Linked DNA regions of Mustela erminea: region 2 is linked to region 1. The links are chromatin contacts, called in public Hi-C maps. All regions are on one chromosome and are shown on one strand. Each heading gives the region's core, a stretch centred on a gene start, on an enhancer-like site or on the middle of the called end of the contact. The rest is flanking DNA. Distances are from core to core; before and after follow the strand shown.

Evidence for each region. A called contact is a pair of places that touch in the nucleus more often than the background predicts.
Region 2: a Hi-C map of spleen shows a contact between it and region 1, with 6 times the contacts expected there. The contact joins the promoter of PIP4P1 here to the promoter of RNASE4 in region 1. A contact is called at or near these places in 2 of 3 Hi-C or Micro-C datasets (skeletal muscle and spleen).

Annotation. Positions count from the first base shown.
Region 1 is chr5:51,648,355-51,656,160 of mMusErm1.Pri, reverse strand. It overlaps RNASE4 (ribonuclease 4), which reads left to right and starts at 4,443. Exons shown (of 2, transcript XM_032343137.1): 1 at 4,443-4,672. It overlaps LOC116590816 (ribonuclease K3-like), which reads left to right and starts at 4,673. Exons shown (of 3, transcript XM_032343134.1): 1 at 4,673-4,745. It overlaps TRNAP-UGG (a tRNA gene), which reads left to right and starts at 4,091; the gene lies at 4,091-4,162. TRNAY-GUA (a tRNA gene) reads left to right here and starts at 2,800; the gene lies at 2,800-2,890. It also overlaps TRNAT-UGU.
Region 2 is chr5:51,834,917-51,842,722 of mMusErm1.Pri, reverse strand. PIP4P1 (type 1 phosphatidylinositol 4,5-bisphosphate 4-phosphatase) reads right to left here and starts at 3,032. Exons shown (of 7, transcript XM_032343146.1): 1 at 2,707-3,032; 2 at 2,203-2,393; 3 at 1,728-1,834; 4 at 1,179-1,284; 5 at 922-974; 6 at 732-822; 7 at 1-274. The coding sequence starts at 2,869. The coding sequence ends at 131.

The DNA of each region.
Region 1 (7,806 bases), core at 3,194-5,693:
CAGTTTTCTTTTTGTACTTTCTTCCTTCAAGAGCCCATAACTCTTAGAGCCTATAACTCAAAGGATACCTTATGTAATTTGATCTAAACATGACCTATTGATCTATGGACTTCTAGACATAAGAGTATTCTAGCAATTGTACAATTTCCCTAAACTCCCCCAATCTCACTTCAAATTCATCCTACCTAAATCCTTGCACACCATCCTCTGCCCTTTCTAGGTACCCTTCTCTTTAAACTTTTTTTCCCCCCTGCAACATCATCTTGCTTTATCAAGGTATAATAATTGAAAGTCCTGCCTCTTTCATCTTTATTATCTCTTAGTTTTTATTCATATCTAACTTCAGTTGAATCTGTCTTCCTTCTATCTCCCTCATTCTTTCCTTCTTTTCCAGTTCCATAACGGTCAATCTCTTTTGGTTTTATGTTTGAGCATCTGCACCATGGCCAGTCTCTGATGTATCTCTGACTCTGGTTTTTCTTTCCTTCAATTCATTCTGCATATCCATGCCTTGTGAGTTTCCATTTTCAATTTTTTTTTTTTTAGTTCAAATTCAATTAGCCAACATATAGTACAACATTAGTTTCTGACATAGTGTTCAGTGTCCATTTTCGATTTTTAAAAGGGTGTAACTTCATTCCACAAATCTCTCAGTCTCCTACTAACCTGACTTCTTCCGTTTCCGTTACTTCCAGGAGGGCAGATATCTGCCCCAGGCAGTGTACGGCCTTGGTTCCTTAAAAGCCTCGGTTTTTCTTTCAGACTTTGCTCAGACATTTTCTTCTACCAGAGACCACTCCTTGCCCAAACTGCCTCTTAACCTCTCAAGTGCAGCTCAAATCCCACTCCCACCTGAAGATTTGAAGAGTGATGGCTCACCCTGCAAATTTGCGAAGCTTGGCACTGTCCACCACCCGCTCACAGCTGGCACAGCTACTTTTCACTATTCTCTTTCATAAAAACTAAATTTCTCTTATTCCATAAGACTGTGACAGGGACTTCAAGTTAAAGACCGTATCTGATGCCTTGTTCCTAGTGCACAGCCCAGCACAGAATTGGGAGTTCCGTGTTTGTTGCATGAAGAAATGAATTAAATAACGAACCAACAAATGCTTGCTCTGGCGCAGAGGCTCGAGCTGTACGGAAGGTCCATACACAGAAAGAACTTGAAGAAGGAGGTTGAAAGTTGGTGGCTATCCTGAGTCAAGGAGAAAATCAGTGGGAAGGCCGAGAGATCTGTGGTCGTCAACTTCCTCTACTTCGCGTTTCCTCTCCCTGGCGAGGAGAGGTCTGAGGTGGACTCTGGGTTGTAATGTGTAGGTTTAGGCAGATTTCTCCGATCTTTAAAATAGTGGTGTCTGTTATCACTGGCCCTCATATTGCGTTATCCCTAGCAAGGGCGTGCAGACCAAATTCCAAGAGTAAATAGATTGAAACAAAATTCGAATTTTGTCCACTTCCTACATTTAATCCCCCTAACAAAGGCCCAGCATTAAAAAACGTTCCTTTTCAAAGAAAGAAGCAAACAAATCGCTCACGAGGCCCTATAGCTCAGGGGTTAGAGCACTGGTCTTGTAAACCAGGGGTCGCGAGTTCAAATCTCGCTGGGGCCTTAACCCTTATTTCTTACTCTTTTAAATAAGACTTCCCGCCCTCCCCTCCGGTAATTTTAACCCTTGCGGAAATTCGGTTCGTGTGTCTTCTCGCCACGGTCCCACTACCTGAATAAACCAAGCTGAAGAGATCCGTTTCCTCTTACGCGCTACTGCGCAAGTGCGGGTCTGCTGCCTGGAATGCCGCGGAGTCCATTAGAAGCTGCAGGAAGAGCTCCCTGCGTCCGCGGGCGCCGGGGCTGTGCTGACCCGCCGCGAGAGCCCTTCCGGAGGACGGCGGGAGCCGGAGAAGGGCTGAGGGCGGTGGGGGCGGTGGGGGCGGCGGCGCGGGGGTGGGGGTAGACCATGGGAGTCCGGCCCAGTGCCCCGCTCAGCACAGGCTTTGAACCCTGCTGAACAGGCTCCCCTTCCGAAAGGGAGGAGGCGTTTGGGAGGAGTATGCTGTTCCGCAAGGTTTCCTGTGACCGCGAGTTTTCCAACACTTGACTACCCCAGCGGGAAAACGAAGGCCGAGACTTGGGTCACTAAGTTTGTTATCGGCTCAGAGGAATTGCGGCTTCCTCTTTGAAACACCTTAAGATATTTTCTCCAGAAGTCCTTTCTCGCGGAAACACTGGGCTATGCTCCACATCCTCTTTCTCCCCGAGTCTGTGGACGTATTCACGGAAGAGTTGCGCCTCGCCTGTGGAGAAGCGGTTGGATTCCGAGGCGAGCACAGGAAGTGAGGAAAAGCGAAGAGGCCCGAGCCAGACCCGGGAGGCCCGCCCTCTCCGCCTGGCGCCGAGCTGCGCGGGCGGAGCTGCGTGTCCCACCGCCGCACTCCCTAGTTCTTCCCGGCCGTTGGCGGCTTCCACGCCGCACACATCGCGGCGGGAGGTCCCGGGCTGCGCGCTTACGGCAGCCAACCGCCCCCGGGCGAGCAGATGCCCCCAGACCTGGGCGGCCTCGTGATGTACCGGGTCTGGGGGTGCCTGTGAGGAGCCCACGGGTTGTCCTGCTTTGGAAGCCCCTCCGTGCGGTCGGGGAATCCGGCTCTAGAAGGGTTGTCCCCAGAAATGCGGGCGGGGCTTTCTCAGAGGCTGGCTTTGTGACCCTGCGATGTCCACGCCTCTGTAGATTGTTTCTCCCGCGCCCCTATTTGTAGGTGTCCTGAATAGGTGACTCTAGAGAGGAAAAACTCGTACCCCCTTCGATAGCTCAGCTGGTAGAGCGGAGGACTGTAGCGCGCTTTCTGTGTGGTCATCCTTAGGTCGCTGGTTCGATTCCGGCTCGAAGGAGGAGCTGCAGTTTTGGGGTTTGCAGTCGACTACCACTTGTTTCCTGTGGGGCATTTTGTCTTCTGGAATCGACTTCTCCAGACCTTATTCCTGTCCCCAAGAGAAAGTTTGAGCTCTCCAAGCATATATGAACAAATGGATCCCGTTGGGCAGTTTCTTAGTGAGGTGGCGAGTGTGAGCCAACTCTGTCAGCCAGCTGGGAGAATTTTGAGTTAACGTCCCCTCACATGATTCTTTTGGCTTCTAGTTGATCCACTCGTTGATACAGAACATTATATATAAACGCTGTGTGCGCTGTCTGCGTGGTGCGCCCGGAGCGACTCCACCTTGAGGAAAAAACCGCTTGGACTGGGACCCCCGACCCGAGCGTCCGCCCCCTTCCATACACACAGCCATTCAGGGGGAGGTCCTTACACGGCAGCTTTAGTTTATCTTTTTATACATATCTGTAGTTCTACAAAAAAGATTTTGGGCCAGAACAGGAAGGGCCAACAGGATCTGACGCGAATTTGGCTGTGACGAAGAATTCCAGACCGAGGGAACAAGTGAAACAAAGGTGGGAGATGGAACCCTTGATTCTCCTTCAGGGCCTGGACCATCCGAACACACGCCAGACTGGCGCACCTCCCACCAAATCGGGCTCCTGGGATTTTGATGCCCACCATTTCCCGCCTAGGATGTTAGGCTCGTTCGACGTGGTAGCAGACTGACACGCTTCCCGCGCGTCCAGCCTGAGGCTCAGGACCCTCCAGGCTCGCAAGCGAGCTCCGCTCGGGTCCTCGGACTCCCGCCGCGCTCCCGCCGCGCTCCCGCCGCGCTCCCGCCGCGCTCCCGCCGCGCTCCCGCCGCGCTCCCGCCGCGCTCCCGCCGCGCTCCCGCCGCGCTCCCGTAGCGCTCGAGCTCGCGCCCAGAGCCGTCCGGCAGTGCTCGGTGGAGCTCACCCACGCGGCGCGAGGTCTGGAAACTGACCCTCCTCACCCCATCCGGCCCCTGGAGGGGTCCAGGATGTGGATCGGGGAGAATAAGCGAGGCTAGGGCCGAGCCAGGCTTCAAAGGAGTGAGACTTCATGAAAATGAGAGACAACGAAGCAAGGCCAAAAGTAAATGTCACAATGCAGGACGAAGCTCGGAAACAGCCTGGCGGCCAACTGCACACTAGAAAGTACTGTTCAGAGAAAATAAAGCCATTCTTGTCGCATCGGCTCGTTGGTCTAGGGGTATGATTCTCGCTTTGGGTGCGAGAGGTCCCGGGTTCAAATCCCGGACGAGCCCTTGTTTTTTTTTTTCTCCTGCCCTCGAAACTATGCAAAAGTTCAGATCTCTACAAACGTCCTCGCTTTCCGACTGTTCTGCACAAGAGGTGCGCTGAACCAACGAATGCCACAGAGGGCTGACGAGCTGTGCAGGGAGAAACCGCCTGGTCTCCTGGACTAACCGCCAGCTGACACCTCGGAGGGACCGCCTCGCTCCCAAGAGCAGGGGTTGGTGTCCCCAGGCCCGTTGTCCCTGGAGGTGCGTGGGGCTCGGGTCTGCAGGCCCTCTCCTTTCTCAGGCAGGGCCCGCCCGCCGCGCCCACTGCAGAGGCGGGTCTAGGCGGGAGGGGCGTCCGGGGAGAAACAGGGCGCGGTCCCAACTGCACCGAGGCTCCCCCGTCGCCTTCCTCTCCCTGCTGCGTGCCCCGTCCGTTCCTGTACACACACGTATGCCGACCCCACCCAGGATCCAAAGCAAGATTTAAAAGGAAGTCTTTGCGTTTTCTACCTGCTCCCTATCATCCTACAGGTAGGGGAAGAAGCCGTGAGAAAAACTTCTTTCCGCTGTCCTGCGCGTTTCTGCAGCCCCGTTCCAGGCCGAGGTGGGTTCACATCCTGCTCTCTTTCCTCCTCCTCAGTAGTTTTACCAAGAGCGTTTTGGCCCGAGGAGCCCCTTCTTAGCAGAGACAGTGTGGGACTCCTCGGGGAGGCGTTTGCAGAACCGCGTTGGAGCCGCTCAGGAGTACGAAGGAAGGTCCAAAGTCTTGTTCTTTTATGAGTTAGCGACTCTACATTTCTACCCTGAGATTTACTTCCCGCAGCCGAGCAGAGACATTCTAGGCGCTAGACTTTCCCGAAGCAAAGACGGCTTCGGGAAAGTCTAGCGCCTAGAATGTAGGGTCAGAAGAGGGCGCGGAACTGGCGAACGGGGTGGAGGCCCGGGAAGGCCTGCACTTGCCCAAACCCAAGGATTCTTTACTTGGTACCCAGGTGGATCGCCAGATTTAGGCCTTGTCCAGTTTTTGCCAGCATAACTGCCTTGTGGGGCTTGCGTTTTTGTTTTCTGGTGACTCACTTCTCTCTCCCCACCCGCAGCCAATGTTGCAAAATTACAGGATTCACTGCCAACAGGCTCTTCTTTAAGCTTTCTTACTAAAGTGTTGGGATCCTCAGTCTTTTTACTCTGAGACAGCGTGTCATATGGTAACACATTGGCAAAAGAGAACATCTTTATTCAAGAAGGACAGTAAAAACAATTTCAGCATCATTCTGGGGACTAGGGAAATCTCAAATGAGGCAAGACCCTCCCTTTGTGTCCCTAACCTTATAATCAAGTCATAAATATAATCACTAGAAACTCAAGTGGTATTATTATCTGAACAGCACTGGCCAACTTCCCAGAAGCAGTCTTAGGTATTCAAAGAACTACCAACAACACAGTTACTAACTGTGCAGAAGGATAATTTTGTTACACACACTTTATTATAAGCAACTCTTTTTACAGATAAAATATTATTGAAATTCATGGAATATTCAGTAGGTTTTCCTCAAACAGCAGCTTTCGGTGGCATCTTTAAAATTAGCTTTATTTTTCTAGAAATTGCTAGTGTGGACTATGAAACCTATGTGGTGCATTAGAAAGCTTCTAGTCCCTGGAACACCAGATGTTCCTGGTGCAGTACATGTTTTCTTTCTCTGTACCTCAGTATCCTCATCTGTTCTATGAGGCCTTGAGAGATAGTCCTCCAGGTCTCCCTCTTTCTTATTCTATGACTTCTTGGGGTGGCAGGGTGGTAGTAAGATGGTACTTATAGAAAAGAAGGTACTCTATTAATGTGGACAAGAGCTATGTAGTTTGGCAGAACAGATGGGGAAACTATTCCAGGAAAAGAAGAATGGCTCTGGCTATTGGTGCAAGAGCAGATGTCAGGTTACAATCAGGCAAAGGTAAGAGATTTGTCAAGTTATTGTTGGAAGCATTTGCCCATGTGATTCAGAAATTAAAGTAGATGGCTAAGAAAGTGGACCGAAGCAGGCCAATGAAACCCCTCATTAAAAGTTTTCATTTAGGGGTGCCTGGGTGGCTCAGTGGGTTAAACCTCTGCCTTTGGCTCAGGTCATGATCTCTGGGTCCTGGGATTGAGCCCCACATAGGGCTCCCTGCTCAGCTGGGAGTCTGCTTCCCCCGCTCTCTCTGCCTGCCTCTCTGCCTACTTGTGATCTCTCTCTCTCTCTCTCTCTCTGTGTGTCAAATAAATAAAAAAATCTTTAAAAAAAAGTTTTTATTTAATCTGAATTTAAGTGAAGAGCAATCTCTGTTAACAGTTATTCTCAGCAGAACACCTTGAAATCTGGGAAAGAGAATGGGCACAAAGCTCAGTTTGTTGAAAAGTGAATGTGTAACTTCTGTTTTTGTTTGAAAACACACAGGCATGTCAACAAGACTTTGGCCCATTCTCCCATAGCCATAGTGTCTCCCACTCCTGGAGATGTTATCCTTCTTTTCATTGGATCTTCATCCTCTTTTAACCATTAGTTCTGTTAGTAAATTAATTTCATGCTTATAAACCTAAAAAAAATGTTAGAGTTCAAACAAATGAAAAGATTAGTCACTTCTCTCCATCACCTAATTTTATAATTTGTCTTAAGGACAGAATTAAACATATGTACTCTGTATAAAGGGTAAAGGACACCAGCACTTGAGTCCTTAGAAGAAGAACCCTGGGCTGCCTGTGTCTATGTGCAAGATGTGAAGAAGAGACACAGGAAAATTTTCAGGAAAAGGATGATGACTTTTAAGTTGAAGCTGTCAAAACATTTTTAAAAAATATATGATTGGGCTTTTTTCAATTGACAATTGCTTTACACCTATTAAAATTACTGAAGATTTTATATATATATATATATGTATATATATATATATATATACTCCTTGTTTTAGGTAGTTTGCAATACAAATGAATAAGCACTTAGAGGCATTTTAATGAAATAGTCAAACTTTTTTTCCCCAAACCTTTATTTTCTGTTTCATCAAAACCTCATTGTGCCAAGATGGAAAAAAAAAAAAAAAAAAAGAAAATAAAAGAAAGAAAAACAATTAACCACTCACCATTCACCTAACTGGTTTTTTGTTTTTTTGCGTGGGGGAGGCTGTGAATTCTCCCCAAGTTTTCAAGTGAAATCCCGGAGGCCAGAAAGTGACCTGGCTGTGTTCAGACACTAGAGGCTGCTCCCCAGCACCACAGAATAAAGCTAACATCAGAAGCTGATCTGTTTGTGTGAGTTGGTGTTTGAATTGGTGTTTCAAGCCATGGGACTGTGTGTGTGTGTGAGTGTGTGTATGGGTGTGTGATGCTGGAATGGAGTACCTTATCTCTGCCTTCAGGTGATTTACCAGAGATTTACTCAAGCCTGTTGCTCAAGTCATCTTGATCCCCACAGACTTTGGGAGTGAGCAGCTTCTTCTGTAGTCTGGGATTGCTGAGGTCTTAAGGATGTTGTATGGGCCTGGCAGTGTCTTCCCCACCAAACGACAGGCTTGTATCTCTTTAGAATTCAGTTCTTCAGCCTCTTTTAAAAAAGTGATACATGATTAATTTAAAATAGGTACCACTCAAATAGTTAGGGTTTGCCCACAAAAGGAAAGTCCGCATTCGGGTGCTC
Region 2 (7,806 bases), core at 1,783-4,282, 190 kb before region 1:
CAGGGAAAAGGAAGGCAGCTGCTTGGCTCCCTTTACAGAAGCCGAGGGAGCCTTTTACCACGGTTCCCTTTGTAGTGTCACTGTCCCCACCAGGGAGGGGCCAGGCACAGTCTGTGGGTTGTCATGAAGCTCAGGAGAAGTTCTGGACAGGGTGGCTGACCTTCATACAGGCCCAATAGAGGGCCCGGCCCAAACACAGCACAGCCAACAGGATGACAAATGCCCAGGCTGCATAGATGCCTCCATATCTCCGTGCATGCTTCCATGTGCCAAACTGATGAAGAAGGAAGATGGGGTTACTGTTGATCTCTTAACATTTTCTAGAAATCATAGTAACAGACTGGGAGTTTCAATCCCTGGTTCCCTATCCATGTGTATCCATCTTCAGGGACCTTCTTAGACTTGTTCCGCTCCCTTCCCCTAGGCAAGTACATAAGTTATACAATCCCAGACATCTGTCAGTTTTTCTGACAGGTGAGCCAGGTTTCCTTACAAGAACTCTAATTTAACCCAATTCTCCACTGCCCTATCTTCTGCATAAAGAAGATGGCTGATTTTTACTCCTACAGTAACAATGAAGATTATCAATTACCTTCAAGTTCAGTTCACCTACACATTAAAACAAAACCCCCTCAGTTAATCTTTCACTGTTTTTAAGGTAGCCATTTCCCAAATCTTAGGCTATGGAGATGAGGCTGAAGACTGAGAGGGGCTGGATCAAGATTACTCACAGCAAGGCCAGTGGCAGTGACGGCCAAGAGTAAGCCAAGCAAGAAGCAGCAGATACATCTCTTTCGTGGATATCTGCGCCCAATAGATGACCTGTGGGGAGGCAAACAAATGGATGTTTGCAAAGGCCCTGCAGATTTTCCCACATATGTCAACAATTACTCACTCAACAATGCCACTCCAATCACTTACACTTTCCTGCAGTGAGGGCAACGGGCCAAGGTTCGGTCTGTGAATTCTGTCCACTATGGAGAACAAAAAGGGGAGAACCAATTAATAGAAGCAGGGCCATGTGTGATGAAGGCCTTGGGGCAGGGGAGGGTAGGAAATGAACAGAAGGGAAATTAGAACAAGCCTTTTTAGGATTCATTATCATAACTCAGAAATACATTCATGATTACTTCTGTTTCTACCCCTCCTTCCCAAGACTTCCCAATATTCCTCCTCACCAGGAAAGTATTCTTGCAATGTCCACAGATAACCCTGACACCCATAGGTTGTGGTTCCGGACTCAGAGGTCCTGGATGCACAGGCCCCAGGTTGATGATTCTTTTGCTGTAAAGAAGAAAATGACTACGTTTAAATAACTTTTAATCCTAAAGGTCCCCACACTATCCCTCCTCCACACCCTCCACTCCCGGCCTAAGTTCCTCTACTTCTCTGTACGTGTACTATACCCCATACCACCCCAACCCTATCCCCAGGGATTTGAGGAATAACACAATTTAAACTTCAGATCTCTAATTTCTCTTTTATCTCATGATAATTCACCCAGCTCACTAGACTATTTCCTATAAGACACCATTTCACCCCGATCTTTTTATTGTCAGATGTGAAAGATGTCTATAATATTCTAAAAGATACAACAGTCCGCAGTATTTTCCTCTTTCTAAATAAACATGAGGCTCTTTCAACTCAAGGTTCTCTGCAAACATTCATCCCTTTTACGTCTTTCCAATTTTTCCCACTGATGCCCTTCTCCACTTTATGTCTCTTACCAGTAAGGCCGAGGGCAGGCAATCCGCTGGGAAGTCACTTTGCAGATAAGGAGACAGTTACAGGGGCAACGAACATATTTTTTCCCTGGAGGTGCATTCTTGATTGGCTAGAGAATAATGAGGATATCGGTAAGCAAACCTCTAATTCCAATCCCTTCCATTTCCTCCAAAAACACCTTCTGAGGAGAGATCAGAGAAATAAGATTTTAGCCAGGACAAACAGATGAAATTATAACACGAGATTCACAAATAAAAACTAGGCTTAAGTATCCAGAACAGGTATGAAGGTACAGGATGGTAAACATTATCTTCAGTTGAGTGGCTTCTGGGGAATTGACAGTGTGAGACTTCTGGAACTGAAACCGGGGTTTCATGACTAGCACTTGGCTAACACCTGAAGGTCAGGGTCTAGAATCGAGGGATCAGAAAGCGGATCTAGGAAACAGGGCCCATTTCATAGATATGTATAACTCACAGTGGCTTCATTGCAGACGCCGCATTTGACTACATGCTGATGCATCTTGCCTTCCACGTTGATGAGAGACTGGCAGACTCGGCAGGTGATCATAGGGGCACTCCCACTGTCCGGGCTGGTCAGAGGGGAGTAGGGGGGCGGGTCCTCCCCAGGCAACACGGCGGGGTGTCCCTCAGGGAACGGGGGAAATGCTGAAGAGGAAAGTAAAAAGGAGGGTGGCATCACTTGAAGACACCTCACTGATGCTCCAAAGGGTCAAGGAACTCTTTTTCGTCCGCAACCCTGCTGACCTAGCTCGGCGGGCTTCTTATAATCCGTGCTTCCCTAGAAGCCCCTTCCTTTCCCAAGCTCCTTAGCAATTGCGAAAGAAAAAGACAGCTTCACCCAGTCACAGGTGCAGCTGCTCCGCACCTGGCGCTGGGGCCCCGCCTCCGCCCCAGGCCCCGCCCCCTCCCTCTGCTAGAGAGTACCCCCCGGGAACACCTCGGACCCGCCCCGGCTTACCCTGGGGCGGGGCATGTTTACCGGCTCCGTAAGGTGGTGCGGAAGGGGTCAGGCCTCCCCCGGGCCCAGCCCCACTCCCGCCCGGCCCCACTAATCCGTTGCCGCCGGCGCCACCGTCGATGGGCTCGGAGAGCAGCGGGGATCGCTCTCCGTCTGCCGCCATGGCCGCCGCCGCCACCGCCTCCTGCTTCGGCCAAGGATCCGGCTCTCTCCGCCGCTGCCGTCTCCGCAGCCACCGCCGCCGCCGCTACCGGGTCCCCAGGGCGCCTGCGCGCCTCGCGCCCAGCTCGCCCCGCAACCAGTGGCCCACCCCGCCCGATTCCGTCCCGCAAGCACGTGATAGGCTATCCCCGCCCCGGCCGTGCTGTTATTCGTGGCCACAAATCAATTCTTGGTCCTGCCAAGGCAGCTCTTTTTTTCCCATTGGGGAGCGCCGCGGCAACGTCAACTGTCACATGATCTCCCGGAGGCCGCTGGGCCTGCAAAAACTGCACGTGACGAGAGGTTCTGCGAGCCATTGGAAGCGTGGCCATCGCGTTACCTCCAGACCAGGAGGTGGGGCTAGGCGGCTTCAGCGGGCTGGTCACGTGTTTCAGGAAGCCGCGCGTCCTCTGTTACGCGCCCACAGTGGGCGCGGAATCATTGCTCCTTATTGGCCCAAAGATGCCACTAAAAGACATCTCCTCTTTGCGGTTACAGTTGGTCTCCCATTGGCTGGCCTCTCTGGTCCTGTGACCCGTGGGGTGCAACTGTATTGGTCCGAACTTTGGTCCAGAAGCCGGGGGCGTGGTTGAAGGAGCGGGCAGTGAAAGTGACAGAGCTGGGGCGGAGCTGCAAGAGGAGGGAGGTCGGTGGTGCTTAGGCAGGCTGCAAAGACACCTGGAAAAAGTTGGGAGTAAAGATGTACCAGTACGAAATGGATTGAAACGTTAAGGTTACCCAGCCTTTCTCGCTGGAGTCACTTCTGGAACCAAACCCAAGCCTGGCTTCTCCAGGAACCTGCCTTGCAAACTCCACCTTCCCACGCCTCATCCCTGTTATGAATTTACCTCTTTAATGAGTCTGGATCTACCACTACAAAGATATCTCATGTTTTACTCCATTTCTTGACCCGATTAAGTATAGGGATATTTTAATTACTTTGTCTGACAAGATGAGACCGTTTTTAGACTAGTCACAACTTTGCCCCAACCAGGATACTGCTAATGGAGGTTATTCTGACAAGTACTGGAAAAGCTCCTGAGCAGCTCGGGCGTTTAAACATAGAGCCAATCCTACTCACTCTCCGGTTCATCCGTATTCCTCCATACTCAATTTGCATGGCTAAGACTACAGGTCCCCTCCCCCTAAACACCTGTTTCCGAAAGAAGTCTTATGAAATCTTTCCTAAGCTGAAGTAAATAAAGGGAAGAAACAATTATCATTAATTATTATGGAAAATTTTTTGAGTGGTCCCAAACGCCCAAAATAATCTCTCTTAGGCTTTTCTGATACAGTAGGACACATCTTGCTAAGATATGAACAAAATACATAGAGAAAAAAAGCACAGAGCTTCAAAGACACAATTCAAATCTATGGTGGCTTCATGCTGAGTGTAGTTCCCAGGGAAGGAGCTGGGTGGTGCCACTTTCCCTTCTAGACGTGTTGCCTCCACCGGAGTCAGCGGCGGAACAGTGAAAGCTATTTTCCTTTTTTTTTTTTTTTTTTTTTTTTTTTTAAAGCTAAAAGGCTCTTCGGATTTCTTACGCTTAGGGAAAACATTTACAGGCATACCAAGTTTTAGGGTGCTTGGCTTTAATGCTCGTCGCGGGTATTGCGGTTTTTTACAAACTGAAGATTGTGGCAATCCGGTGTCAGGCAAATTTATCAGCGCCATTTTTCCCACAGCATTTTTTCACTTCGTGTCTGAGTCACCTTTTGGTAATTATACAACATTGCAAATTTATCCATTATTATTATATTGGTTGTGGTGATCTGTAATTAGTGATTACAACTTGCTGAAAGCTCAGATGATTAGTTAGCCTTTTTCTTACCAGGTGGGAAATTTTATTTCTTAATTGGATGCCTCATGAAATCCATCCTTCCAAAAGCAACAGTAATAAATTATGACATTATGAAATTTTCAAACATATGAGCTACTTATTAACAAATGATTAAGCCTCATTACTGAAATATCTTGCGTCAGTATACCAAGAGCTTTTGCCTTCTCAGTTACTTGTTAGGTGGAAACAGATCCTAGGAACATTAAATCATTTCTTTATGTTCTGTCTTGAATGCACGTTTGCACTGGCTTTACCTCCTTTGAATTATAACTTTCTATCTCCAACTATGCCGTGTTGTTCCAAAAATATATTACATTTAAATTTTTATGTCCATCTGTATTTTCTTTTGTAGATTTTGATGACAAGGTATATATATCTTTGGGTTTAATTTTTTTTATTAATGGTTAGCATTTTTAGCAGTATTTAATCAAGGTAAGTACTTTTTCAGATATACTGTTGCACACTTAATAGACTATAATATTGTGTAAACATAACTTTTATACACATTGGGAAACCAAAAAACTCACTTGAATCACTCTATTGTGGTATTATCATTGTTCCAATGGTCTGGAACTAAACCTGCAATATTTCTGAGGTATACCTGTACTAATGTAGGTGTTTCATAAACCAAAGTGGCATAACTTGAACTTGCAAAAAGTAGGGGACACCTGCAATTTTCAAGCCTACCAAAGTGCTCTACCAAATGGGTACCTAAACAGCAGGATCCCCCCACATCTTTCAACTTGATTGGGTGTTTCAGGTTGGGCAGGTTCAGAAGTCAAGGTGAGTGATCCCTTGTTATGTAAAGAATAGTTTAGGAGGATTTCTTTAATTATGTCAGTGTAGGATGAGTTGACTATTATTCTGGGATTAATGATGGATGATAGAATAAAAGTCTTTGTTTCAGGTGTTACTAAAGTAATTTCCTCTAATTAAGCAAGTACAGTTGGGAAGGACCCCGTTGTCATAGGATGAGGAAATACTGGGAGACAAAGACACAAGGTAGTACCAGCTCATGGTGGTGGTAAATATCTGATTGAGACAGATGGGCAATTTTAGCTCAGATCTATTAAATGTAGAGGATCCTTGACTGAAAACCATGCTGGAATGGCTGTGTCTCTATCACACAAGGAACGTAGCCACACTGAGTTTCCCCAGGTCATAGCTCAAATGGTAATTGCCTTACATCTGGGAGGTGACAGGGAATTGAAAAGACAACTCCAAGGACCATGGCCAGGTTAGCCAGAAGCCTCTCCAATGAGCCTAACATTGAAGGAAGTACAACCCACCCCAAATACGGGATGATAAAGGAATCGCTGCTGTCCTAGCACTTGTGGCTGCTGCAGGAGCTGGAGACTTCACCTGGGTTCTGATCATTAGACAACTTTCCCAGGGCAGGTTCTACTTAGATGCTGGTATCCTCCCACCACCCAGGCCCCACATACACCTAATGAACTAAGGAACATCTGGATTCAAATGGGGAAGGGACTGGAGCTCTACAGGGGGACAGGCCAGTCTGCTGCTCTTTATAGTGTTTCTGGCACACAAACCCAAGTGTTCACTCTACAGTGTAACAGTGTTCATTATTTGTATGTTAGTTATACTTACATTCCAAAACCTGTCCTTTTATGACTCTCTCAACCTTCACCAAAGTCATATTTGATATCTGTTTATTTTTTGTTATAGTCAGTTAACCAACATATATTAGTTTTTGATGTAGTGTTCAGCGATACATTAGTTGCATATAACAGCAACTGCTCATCACAACACGTGATGCCCTCCTTAATACCCATCACCCCGTTACCCCATCCCCCCACCCCCCTCCTTTCTGTAACCCTCAGTTTGTTTCCTGGAGTCCAGAGTCTCTCATGGTTTGTCTGCCTCTCTAATTTCTTCCCATTCAGATTCCCCCCAGCTTCCCTTGTGGTCTTCCATACTATTCCTTATGTTCCACATATGAGTGAAACCATATGATAATTGTCTTTCTTTGTTTGACTTACTTTGCTTAGCATAATCCCCCTCCAGTTCTATCCATGTCAATGCAAATGGTGAGTATTCATCCTTTCTGATGGCTGAGTAAAATTCCATTGTGTATATGAACCACATCTTTTTTTAAAGATTTTATTTATAGATTTTATTTATTTATTTATTTGTCAGAGAGAGAGAGAGTGAGAGAGAGCACACACAAGAAGCCAGAGTGGCAGGCAGAGGCAGAGAGAGAAGCAGGTTCCCTGCGAACAAGGAGCCCAATGTAGGACTCAATCCCAGGACCCTGGGATCATGACCTGAGCTGAAAGCAGCGTCTTAACCAACTGAGCCACCCAGGCATCCCATTTAAATATTTTATTTATTTATTTGACAGAGATCACAAGTAGGCGGAGAGGCAGGCAGAGAGAGAGAGAAAGAGAAGAGGAAGCAGACTCCCGGCTGAGCAGAGAGCCTGATGCGGGGCTGGATCCCAGGATCCTGGGATCATGCCTGAGCCGCAGGCAGAGACTTTAACCAACTGAGCCACCCATGCATCCCATGATGAGATGTAAATGTTAACCAGTAAGAAGCATGTTCTGTTGGAGAGGAATGTCCAACAGAACATGCTTGTGAACAGGAATGTGAGGCTTTGATGGGAGGTCTGATGGAATAATCCCTGAATATGTCCTGCTTAGATCCTTTTCAATGCCGGATTCACCTCCATCCATATATGTGTGGAACAGAACTAAGGAAGGACAGTGGTTCTCTAAGTGCTCTCACAAGGAAAACTGCCTTATAATAAATTCCTTTGGGACTTGAATTCCAAGGAGCCATTACTTAATCTGCAAATGGACTCATCATCTAATACCTACAGTTCTGAGTATAGTCCTTTAGGAGAAATCTAAGGCCAATAAATTGTTTCGCCCTTAGTGACATTACAATCTGTAGTGGTGGGAAGATTCATAACTATAAAGCAAGGCAGTAATTTGTGAGAAGGGCCATAAAAGAGGTGGGAAAAATCCCTGCTGGCATGGAGGAAAGGAATACTTCTTGTCTTTAGCTGTCTATTGCAAATAATGAACAACCCCCA